2 separate regions of the Danio rerio genome follow, and region 1 is linked to region 2. Evidence: chromatin contacts called from public Hi-C data. All regions are on one chromosome and are shown on one strand. The core of a region is the stretch at or near the end of the contact, and the rest is flanking DNA. Distances in the headings are between cores, read along the strand shown. Region 1 has its middle 40 kb from the start of fbxw11a. Region 2 holds the start of si:ch73-233f7.1.

Region 1 (5,505 bases), core at 2,286-4,785, 150 kb after region 2:
GACCCGAGGTTCAAACCAGCAACCTTCTTGCTGTGAGGCGACAGCACTACCTACTGCGCCACTGCCTCGCCCAAAAGTGAAGTTTCACAAACTAATTTCGAGAGGAGCATGTGATATGATTGACCACAGCTGGTACTATCGGTAATCATAAGCTAGCCATTCGGATTATTCCAAATTTACCATTAACATACACTTTATTCCCTATCTTCGTTTGGGAGGAACCCCCCCTCTCATCCATCCCTTCTCCCTCCTCCTCATTTCTGGGAAAGGGCGACATGGCGACTCAGTGGCTAGCACTGCTGCTTCACAGCAAGAAGGTCGCTGGTTCAAGTCCTAGCTGGACCAGGCTGCATTTGTGACTACAGTTTAACGAAATGATGTTTATTGACATTTTAGTAGCTTGAAATATTATATTGTATAAATAATATTATAGAAAGAAATAAGTCTCTATAATAACAGAAAATACACTGGCAGTTTATTAAAGGGTTTTTGAAGAGTAATTCACAACACCAACCCAGACAATAAAGCACTTTATACTATTAAAAATGATAATAAAAGTCACTTTTTCAAACTTTTCAAGGTTAAAAGTTGTTGGTAGAAAGATAAAAGTCCTATAATGCAATTCAAAAGCAGAAACAAATAGGGAAAATAAAAACATGAATCACAAAAATACAACAACAACAAAACAAAACTGCTTATTCATGGATTTTTTTACAGTGTGTTACTGTTGTTATTATTTACAGACAAGAGCAGGTTGTTTTTAAGCAGACTTAGACTTCTTCTGGGCCTGCCTGTGCTAGTTTGCTCTCTCTCTCTGCACTGGTTATGAATTTTTCCAGTCTATTCTGGACGAGTTACACTTCTGCATTTAAACGCTCCCGTTTGCCAAGGAAAATCTATTGAGGACATATTAACATTTCCAAGCATAAGTCCACCCAGGGGTGAAGGTGGTTGGCAGGGTGTCTTGAGCTGAGCGTAACATGTTTTATCCAACTGGAACAACACTCGCAGCACCCAATCACACGTCAGAGATCTGTGCAATGTGACAAGCAGCCAGATCCAAGTATCAGACTAAGAAGAAAACTTTAATTAGGTTTATCCAACGAAAGCCCATTTTTGTTTGTTTGTTTGTTTTGGTTGTGAGGGGGTCTTAAAAAGACCTACTAAAAGAACGTCTAATCCTAAAACTAATAATATGAATACTACTAATACTAAACAAATACTAATAATATAAATGAATACTAATAATAAGAATACTACTAATACTAAAATACCAATAATAAAAATATTAATACTAATCGAATACTACTAAGAATACTAATACTTAATTAATACTACTAACAAGAATACCAATAATACTAATAGAATACTAATAACAAGAATACTACGAATACTAAAAAACTATTAATTCTAATAATAAGAATTCTAATACTTAAATAATACTACTAATAAGAATACTAATAATACTAATACTAAACGAATACTAATAATAAGAATACTACTAATACTAAACGAATACTAATAATAAGAATACTACTAATACTAAACGAATATTAATACCAATAAGATTACTAATACTAAATGAATACTAATACTAATAATAAACAAATACTACTACTAATACTACTACTAATACTACTAATAAAAGTACTAATTATACTGATACAAAACAAATACTAATAAAAGGAATACTACTAATACTAATACTAATACTTAACAAATACTAATAATAAAAATACTACTTATACTAATACTAAATTAATACTAATACTAATAATAAACAAATATTACTAATAAAAGTACTAATTATACTGATACTAAACAAATACTAATAAGAATACTACTAATACTAATAATTAAGAAATACTAATAATAAAAATACTACTTATACTAATACTAAATTAATACTAATACTAATAATAAACAAATATTACTAATAAAAGTACTAATTATACTTATACTAAACAAATACTAATAAGAATACTACTAATACTAATAATTAAGAAATACTAATAATAAAAATACTAATTATGCTAATACTAAATGAATACTAATAATAAGAATACTGATACTAAATTAATACTAATAAGAATACTACTAATACTAATACTAAACAAATACTAATAATTATTACTACTACTAGTTCATTGTTGCTCTTATAGTTGTGTAAATTGCTTTCTTGTCCTCATTTGTAAGTCGCTTTGAATAAAAGCGTCTGCTTAATGACTAAATCTAAATGTAATAAGTAAATTCTCTCGAACTGCAGACTAGTTTGCATAAATCTGCATTTGCAACCCAATCTTCTTCAATGATATGATGTAATGGAAAGTCTGTGTACATAAATGACTGAATTTAATTAATTAATTAATTAATTAATTATTGACTTACCCTAACATCATGCAAATCCGTAAGTATTAGGTCTTCTATGAATCATAAAAGAAGAAATTTTGAAGAATGTTGTTGATTGCTACTTTATTGTTGCTATATTTCCCAGATGATGTTTAAGAGAGCAAGGAAATTTTCACAGTATGTCTGATAATATTTTTTCTTCTGGAGAAAGTTTTATTTGTTTTATTTCGGCTAGAATAAAATAAGTTTTGATTTTTTTAAACACCATTTTAAGGACAAAATTATTAGCCACTTTAAGCTATATTTTTTTCGATTGTCTATGGAACTAACCATCGTTATACAATAACTTACCTAATTACCCTAACCAGTCTAATTAACCTAGTTTAGCCTTTAAATGTCACTTTAAGCTGTATAGAAGTGTCTTGAAAAATATCTAGTCAAATATTATATATATATATATATATATATATATATATATATATATATATATATATATATATATATATATGAATCCAAAAAGAACCAAAACATATCTATTATTTACTTTCTATTATTGATGGATTTTTTAAATGGTGTCTGTGGGGAGGAAAAAACTATTTAAAATGTACAAACAAATTCAGAAAAAAACACATAAAACAAATAATAAAAGAGGAAAGCCATCAAATAAATAAATAAATAAATCATCCATAAATGTACAAAAGACAATAAAAATAAATAAAGTCAAATAACTTGATAAAACCCCAAATATCCAGCATAATATTTTAGACATTAGGAATGATAATTTTCAATTAATTCTAGCTTCCTGCAATAAATGCTTTTGCAAAAAGAAAAGCTTTATTTTGTTTCAGGGAAATAAAATGCTGTGCAGAATCCTGGCCAACAGAGACTTTATTAAATATGTAAACATGGGGCTTTTCAGCATGTTTTTGACCATAAATTGATCTAAGCAGAAGCAAAACAAACTAAACCTCTTCAAACTTTGCAAAACAGAACAAAAAGACACTTAAACAACACCGCACTTGAATTGAGAGTGTTTAACGTACAAACCAAGACAAGACAAGATTTCTGGCAGGATCTTCTGTATTGGCTCGAGTCTGGATGAATCCACAGCCTCTGGCGGTCTGTCATCCGATTATTACCGACTCAATCGCGCTCTGAGCGGCGGCGGATTCGGGAGCGTCCGGGCTTGTTCAAGCTGGAGACTCTCCGTGGATCTACACTGACACCTAGCGCTCAGTCTGAACACTGCAATGACACCTAGAGGTTTTGTCAAGCAAAAGTACTTTTGAGAGGGTCACAGAGGAGTATACAAGCTCTGGGACAAACTGTTTCCTCATTAACAGACCGCTATGCTGCTTATTTGCGTCTCCTGTGAATCATCTCGACACCATCCAAGTGTCGTTAATTTCATTGGGGGTGAAGTTGTTTTATATTCGCACATCATCCTTAATAGCTATAATATCAGAAAAGTATTCATTGCAAATTCTAAATAGGGAAATCATATTTGCAGCCAAAGACTATCTAAATACAACATTGTTCACAGTCAATCAAACAGTGCTAATGTTGTTTTGAAGTCATACTTACAGGCGATTTTAGACCGAATTCTCAACGTAGCGTAATAAACAATATAAGGACCGCTAAAATTAACTAATGTCCAAATATAAAACCAACATTACCCTAATTTAAATAATATAGATTAACTTGTCCTACCTTATTGGAGAAGCAACAGCAGGTTAATCTGTTATTCGCGAATCTTTCTGCAGAGTAATCTCCTCAGGTGTTTGGATAACTACGCATTCAGAAGGGAATGTCCAAACAGGTCTTTAAATTCAAATTGTTGCTGCAGATGAAATATTACACAGAAAGCGTGATTTAAATATTTCCCAGTTGGCTAGATAATAGTCATTCAAACAAGTCGAAGTATCTCTACTTGACGGTTGGTCTCGCGCGTCCGCCATGTTTGTTGTTTGTTTACACTTTTTCGAGAGTTTGTAGCTCCAGACAGATCTACATTTCGAGTTTCTACTGGAAATAGTAGATCATCCGGAAAACCTTTTGTCATACTCTTTTCACCATACTATGATTTGGGACATTTTATGTACACTATTTTAGATTGAGAGTATGCGAATTGAGACAGCTTCAGTTTCATTTGGAAGGCAGGTGTCATCCCTATTTTTGTTCAGATGGTACCATTACTTTTGAGACACAAATTTCTGTCACAAAACTTCTCTCAGGATGACAGCCAGAAGTGTCCATCAGTTGTATTTTTCAACATTTTTCATTCCAAAAGGCCATTCGAAGAGACCACCCAGATAGGAAGCCGACGTTGAATCAACGTCGATTATTGGTTATAAGCGTCAGTATCAGTGGTCGATTACTCAACTATTTAGTCTCCACTTTCAGTCCTAATCTGCAATTTCCTCCCTGGCTCCTTCGCTAACTGTACTACAAAAAATAAAAGATAAAAAAAAATTACTAATGTTTCCCTGCTAAAAAATCCAGCTTAAACCAGCCTAGGCTGGATGGCTGGTTTTAGCTGGTCGACCAGGCTGGTTTTAGAGGGGTTTTGGCCACTTCCAGGCTGGTTTCCAGCCATTTCCAGCCTGGTCTTAGCTGGTCAGGCTGGAAAATGACCAGCTAAATCCAGCTAAAACCAGCTTGACCAGCCTGGTTTAAGCTGAATATAGCTGGTTTTGGCTGGGCTCCCAGCCTGCTAGGCTGGTCAAGCTGGTTTTAGCTGGTCATCTCCCAGCCTAATCAGTTAGGACCAGGCTGGAAATGGCTGGAAACCAGCCTGGAAGTGGCCAAAACCCCTCTAAAACCAGCCTGGTCGACCAGCTAAAACCAGCCAACCAGAGTAGGCTGGTTTAAGCTGGATTTTTCAGCAGGGTTTGCTTCTTACACTTTACATACCTGAAACTTGCCGCACGTCCTTGCCTTCCTTGTCCTCATTTATAAGTTGCTTTGGATAAAAGCGTCTGCTAAATGACTAAATGTAAATGTCAAAATTAATGTTATAATAATCAATGTTCTTTAGTTCGTTGGTACGTTGGAAGGTTATTACATCGAGAATACAACATTGATTCAATGTCGAACATGTGAGAACAGGTAAACTCCGCAAAGAAACGCCAACTTACCCAGCCAAGGATTAAACCA
Region 2 (5,766 bases), core at 20-2,519:
AAACGCTGGCCCTTTCGTAGTCCACTATTCCCTTCACCCGTATCTCCCCCGAGTGCGAGTCCACGCTGAACAGCTCCCGCACCTTCAGAGGCGCGTGCCCGCTAAACGAATAAGTGATCTCGCCGTTTGCGCCTTCGTCCAGGTCCGTGGCGTTCAGTTTAAGCACGAGCGTGCCTCTCGGCGCGTTCTCCACCAAACTGACGCGGTAGACAGAGCGATCAAACACAGGGACGTTGTCATTCGCGTCCAATACAGTTACCGTGATCTGAGCCGTGCCCGAGCGCAACGGAGAGCCTCCGTCCACAGCAGTGAGCACCATCTCGTGCATCTTTTGCTGCTCTCGGTCCAGCGGAGACTGGAGAACGAGTTCTGCGAACTTGCTTCCATCGTTCCGCGTCTGAATGTCCAGCACAAAGTGTTGATTCGCGCTCAGCAAGTACGAGCGGAGAGAGTTGGAGCCCACGTCAAGATCCTGTGCGCTCTCGAGCGGGAACCTGGAGCCAGGCGCAGCAGACTCCGTGATCTCCAAATTAAACTCGCTCCACGGGAAACTGGGCGCGTTGTCATTCACATCCAAAATCTCAACTTCTACCCGGTACAGTTCCAGCGGGTTCTCAATGACCACCTGCAAGTGCAGGAAACAAACGGGACTTTGTTCACAGAGCTCCTCACGGTCAATCTTCTCATTCACAAACAAAATCCCGTTCTCCAGATTCACCTCTAAATATTGTTTTCTTGCTCCGGACACAATCCGGAATCTCCGTGAAGACAGTTTAGCCACGTCCAAGCCCAAGTCCTCAGCAATATTCCCCACGAAAGCCCCGTGCTCCAACTCCTCGGGAATTGAATAGCGAATCTGCGCTAAAACCCGGTCCAGCGCGCACGCACACAGAAGCAGACACACAATTTGCCCTGCCAACGTCCATCGCCTCCTCGGAAGCCTCCGGTCCATTTTCCTAAAGTCAGATATTCTCAGCTGTCTTCACGGAGAAAAGTCATGCTGAGAGGTGAAAGATTAAAACAGATCTTAAAAAAAAAACTATTTCTGTACACAACCAGCACCTGCATTATTTTGCAGAATAAAAAATACTATGTTTAAAAAGTGCATGGGTAGATTTTTAAAAGAGAATGGTACTCGCAGCAAACTTGACTCTCTCTTGGGTTGTGCGCTTTGCGCGCAGCGCAGGCGGTGTGTGAGCAGGAGAGGCGAGCGCTTTGATTTTCCAGTGTGTTAGACGCTTTGAGGAGTGTGTGAGACGAGAGAGGGAGGTGGTGTGTGTGCGTGTGTGTGCGTGTGTGTGTGTAGGCGAGGATTCGTATTGGCGGACGGCGACATGAGAGCAAGGAGAATATTCACTGTACCAACTCGCGAGATAACGGGCACACCTAATCGCCCGGGAATATGCAAAAAGGTTAAAACTAATCAATACTCAGTATTTCTTAAATGGCAGTGTAACATTTTCTGTTTCTGAAAAGCGTCAATCCTTAGTAATTCTGTGACCTTCTCCAGTGGGGTCATTTATTCTCGTTTGAGATATACATTGAGTATTCATTCATTTCCAGCCAGCTGGTTTTAGAAAGCAACTTCCAAAATTAATCATTGCCGATTACGAATATATATATATATATATATATATATATATATATATATATATATATATATATATATATATATATATATATATATATATATATATATAAAGAAAAAGAAAAAGAAAAGAAATATATTGGCTTGAGTTCCAGTGGTGGCTCTCCGGCCTTTTTTAAACGAATGATGTAGGTTATGAGATAAGTCCTTGTAAACAGACTACACTACAGGAAAAAACAGACCGGCTGACTTATAAGATTATAGATTGTGGAAGTTATTGTTTTGATGGGACAAATCCGAATCGTGTCTTCTAGAAGAGTGACACATGTTCGCCAAATCTAATCTTTAATTTTCATGGATAATCCTCGTGATCCTAAAACCATTTCATGCACCAGTCGATGATGCGCGCTCCCCACCAGCATCCTCAGAGGAATGTTCTAATTAAGAACGCGCACGACTCTCTCCCTCTCTCTCTTTCAGGCACACAAAGCAAGCACACACACACATTCTTGGAGTTCATTATAGCACATCTTGAGGGATGAGAGAATAACCTTGCTGGGGGACACTATGACCGCCTCAGGTGGTTTGCTCTTTGCTGGCCACCAGGCTGGTTAGTTTGAGACAACTAGCTTTTAGACTAAACCAGGTTAACTCCAGCTTGACTACTGTAAACAAATTCAAACCAGATTTGTTTTCTCCAGCTAAGTTTTCCGATCTTGTCACCACGGGGAGGTGAAATCCTCCACCCAGGTTTAAATATCCCCAGAATAAAATCTCCTGTCAGACTTAACCTCCAGCAGATGGTAAAGCTCCAGCAGAAATGATTGCATTTGAAAAAAAAAAAAAAAACAGGAGTTCCTCCGCTCTCGACTTCTTTTTAATTAACGCAGAGACGGATTAGTGCTCGGCTATCCGGGATCAGCCGTTCTTCAACAGAAGAATACAAATGTTTTTGGATAAATAATCCCCGGCGCATTTCACGGTGCCCGTCACATTAACATGCATTACACGAGGCCTTAAGCCCCGTTTCATCCGCCGGCTTATTGTCCACGGGGCGCGAGAGTGCCATTACTTTCACCACAAGCTCCATTTAAACTCGCTCACGGTAACCTTGCAGAACCCCTGTCTGTCTCTCTTCAATACTTCTGGAAGAAAATAGAGATAGTCACAAAGAAATGACGAGAGAGAGAGAGAGAGAGAGAGAGAGAGTGAGAGAGAGCTTTCAGAATTCAGAGTGACCACATTATCATCATGAATGCACTGGATAATCAAACAGTATAATATAAGGGATCTTGAAATGTCACCCTTATAACACATAAATAAAATAAAACCTACAAAACAGCTTAGAATAAAGTAGTCTTAGAGAAATTAAGACATAAATATGTATAAGATTTCATGAGCCATTCAAATTATTAGTTTCCCCTTTAAAAACATATCTTTGAGCTCCCTCTGCTGTTCATTTCGGCGTGTTGCATCGAGGCTTAAAAATTTGGACATAACCGTCCTGACATACCCATCAGATTATGCTACCCACACTGTATTTGAATGGTTGTAAGATTGGAGTTGGGGGTTATGTAGGTTAGAGCGATATTAAAGCTTCATATCATACACTACTCCACATAAAAATTTACACTGGTAAAAAAATCTGATTCTTTTTGAAGGGGAGGTGTAAGACAATCTAACAAGAAAAGTGGATGTAACCTAAAAGCAAGGTAAAGCCTAAGCGGCGGCTTATAGCCATGGGAAATCTGAGGGCCCCCAAATACATACCTAGAAGCAAAAATAATACCTATAAATTATATATAACATAATCTTCTATCATATTTTGTATGATGATGGTCTAAAAAAATAAGTTTAATGTTTATTACATTGCAAATGCGCAAATTAGGTAAAGATTTAGTTTTAAAAATCTAATAGTTTATATTTTATTTTTAGTTGTGAATCTTTTTTAAGAAAGCAAATCATTTTAAAAGTTTGACAGGATGCTTTACATGTTGTTATCATTATTTTTGCATTGAGACAAAATGTAGAAAAGGAGTGATTTAAGAATAAAAACAGCGAAATAGATCAATTTAAAATAAATTAAAGTACAAAACGTATATTTTAGAGCTTTTGGGCCCCATGGTTGAAACTGCTTAGGGCCCCCAAATCACTAAATCCACCCCTGACTGTATGTACACAAACCTAATACCAACCACAAACCTATATGCGTTTGTATATGCGTGTTTATGGGAACTAAAACAATGCTTAATGTCTTATTGTTTATCCATTATATGAGCTGTTTTAACATATACATGCTTTATTATCACTATAAAGTGCTTTTGAAGCCCCCACAGCATCAAATCAGTGATATATGACAAAAAACATAATGCAAAATAATGAAATTCTGAGAGTTTTAATATAAATTGAAAAAAACCTTTACACACATACAAGCATGATAAGTCTCTTGAAGTTTGTTTCATCATTTTATGCCATTTCCTTTGATTAAATTTAAGTGATTTTGACGTCCCACACACTGCCGAGATAACTTTAAGGAGTGTAAAAAATAAATTACAGCATAAAAAATATACTTCTTTTTAAACATACTATTTTTTTTATTAATAAGTTATTTAATAAGCAATTTTGATAATATTTTGAAAACAAAATATAAGTTCAGCATTTTGCATGATATTGCTGTTTATAATGTGGTAAATGCCCCTTTAAGAAACACCAGTGACATCCCACACCCCCAACCCCATTTTGCCTTTCTTCAGAGAAGATGAACATATCTGCTTTGCACACAGTAAGCATCTACACTTATGTTTCCTAATTTTCCTCACATTTGAAGTTAAATGTTGTCGAGCTTAAAATGTCCACTCAGTCAAATTCAAATATTAATAGAAAAAATACTATAAAATGTAGTAAAATAAACCGTAAAAACATATGTGATCAATTGATCCTGACAGTATGTCGTTTAGGTCATTGTAATAAACTAAGTTAATCAAGTTCTAACTTAATTTTATAATATACACAAGCTGTTTTAAGTCAGCTCAACATAATATAGGTTTAATGGACTCATTAGGTTGATTTGATTCAGCTTAAAATACAAACAGCCAGGTTATTTTACAGTGTATGAATGTGCCATACGAATTATTTCAGTTTTCTCTTTCAAAAATGATCTTTGAGCTCCCTCTGCTGTTCATTTCGGGATGTTACATCGATGCTTTAAACTTTTGACTAAACAAACACCTCAAAATAAGCGTCTGTGTGTTTATGAACACTAATTTTATCCATTATATGACCTTTTTTTTAATATATGAATGCTTTATTATCACTATAAAGTGCTTTTGATGTCCCCACAGCATCAAATCAGTGATATATGACAAAAACATAATGCAAAATAATGAAATTCTGAGGTTTTAATATAAATGGGTAAACCTTTACACACATACAAGTACGATAAGTCTCTTGACGTATGTTTTTAACATTTTATGCCATTTCCTTTGATTAAATGTAAGTGATTTTGACGTCCCACAAACTGCCGAGCTATCTTCAAGGAGTGTAAACAATAAATTACAGCATAAAAATATACTTCTTTTTAATTAAAAACTTATTTAATAAGCAATTTTGATAATATTTTGAAAACAAAATATAAGTTCAGCATTTTGCATGATATTGCTGGTTATGATTTGGTAAATGCCCCTTTAAGAAACACCAGTGACATCCCACACCCCCAACCCCATTTTATAGAGGTAAAGATGGTTTTATATACGCACATTCAGACTTTCTCCTTAATAATATAATTTCATAAAAGTATTATTTGCAAACTCTAAAAAGCGAAATCACATTAGCAGCCAATGACTATCAAAGTACAACATTGTTCACAGTCAAATAAACAGTGGTAATGTTGTTTTCAAGATATACTTGCATGCTAATTTCGAGCGAATATTCAAAGTAACATGGTAAACAATATAGAGACTTCTAAATGAACGAATGTGCGAATATAAAACCAACTTTACCTCTGTCCCCATATTGCCTTTCTTCAGAGAAGATTAACACATCTGCTTTGCTCATAGTAAGTATCTACACATATGTTTCCTAATTTTCCTCATACTGTGTTCGAAGCTAAGTATTGTCAAGCTTAGCATGTCCACCCTGTCATTAAAATATTATTAATAGAAAAACTGTTATAAAAGTTA

What was found. Hi-C and Micro-C count contacts between places; a contact is called where the count stands out from the background.
Region 1: a Hi-C map of embryo shows a contact between it and region 2, with 4 times the contacts expected there. The contact joins the enhancer-like site here to the promoter of si:ch73-233f7.1 in region 2. A contact is called at or near these places in 8 of 18 Hi-C or Micro-C datasets (caudal fin, embryo, fibroblasts and 3 more) and 2 of 4 datasets of contacts at active chromatin or transcription factors (caudal fin and embryo).

What each region holds. Positions count from the first base shown.
Region 1 is chr14:3,055,971-3,061,475 of GRCz12tu, forward strand. No RefSeq gene overlaps it. Among named protein-coding and RNA genes, the nearest start is that of fbxw11a, 40 kb to the right of the region's middle. Within about 2 kb of position 3,536, at least 31 of the 62 cell types and tissues checked have an H3K27ac peak or open chromatin away from gene starts, as enhancers often do.
Region 2 is chr14:2,908,209-2,913,974 of GRCz12tu, forward strand. si:ch73-233f7.1 reads right to left here and starts at 1,270. Exons shown (of 5, transcript NM_001365181.1): 1 at 1-1,270. The coding sequence starts at 952.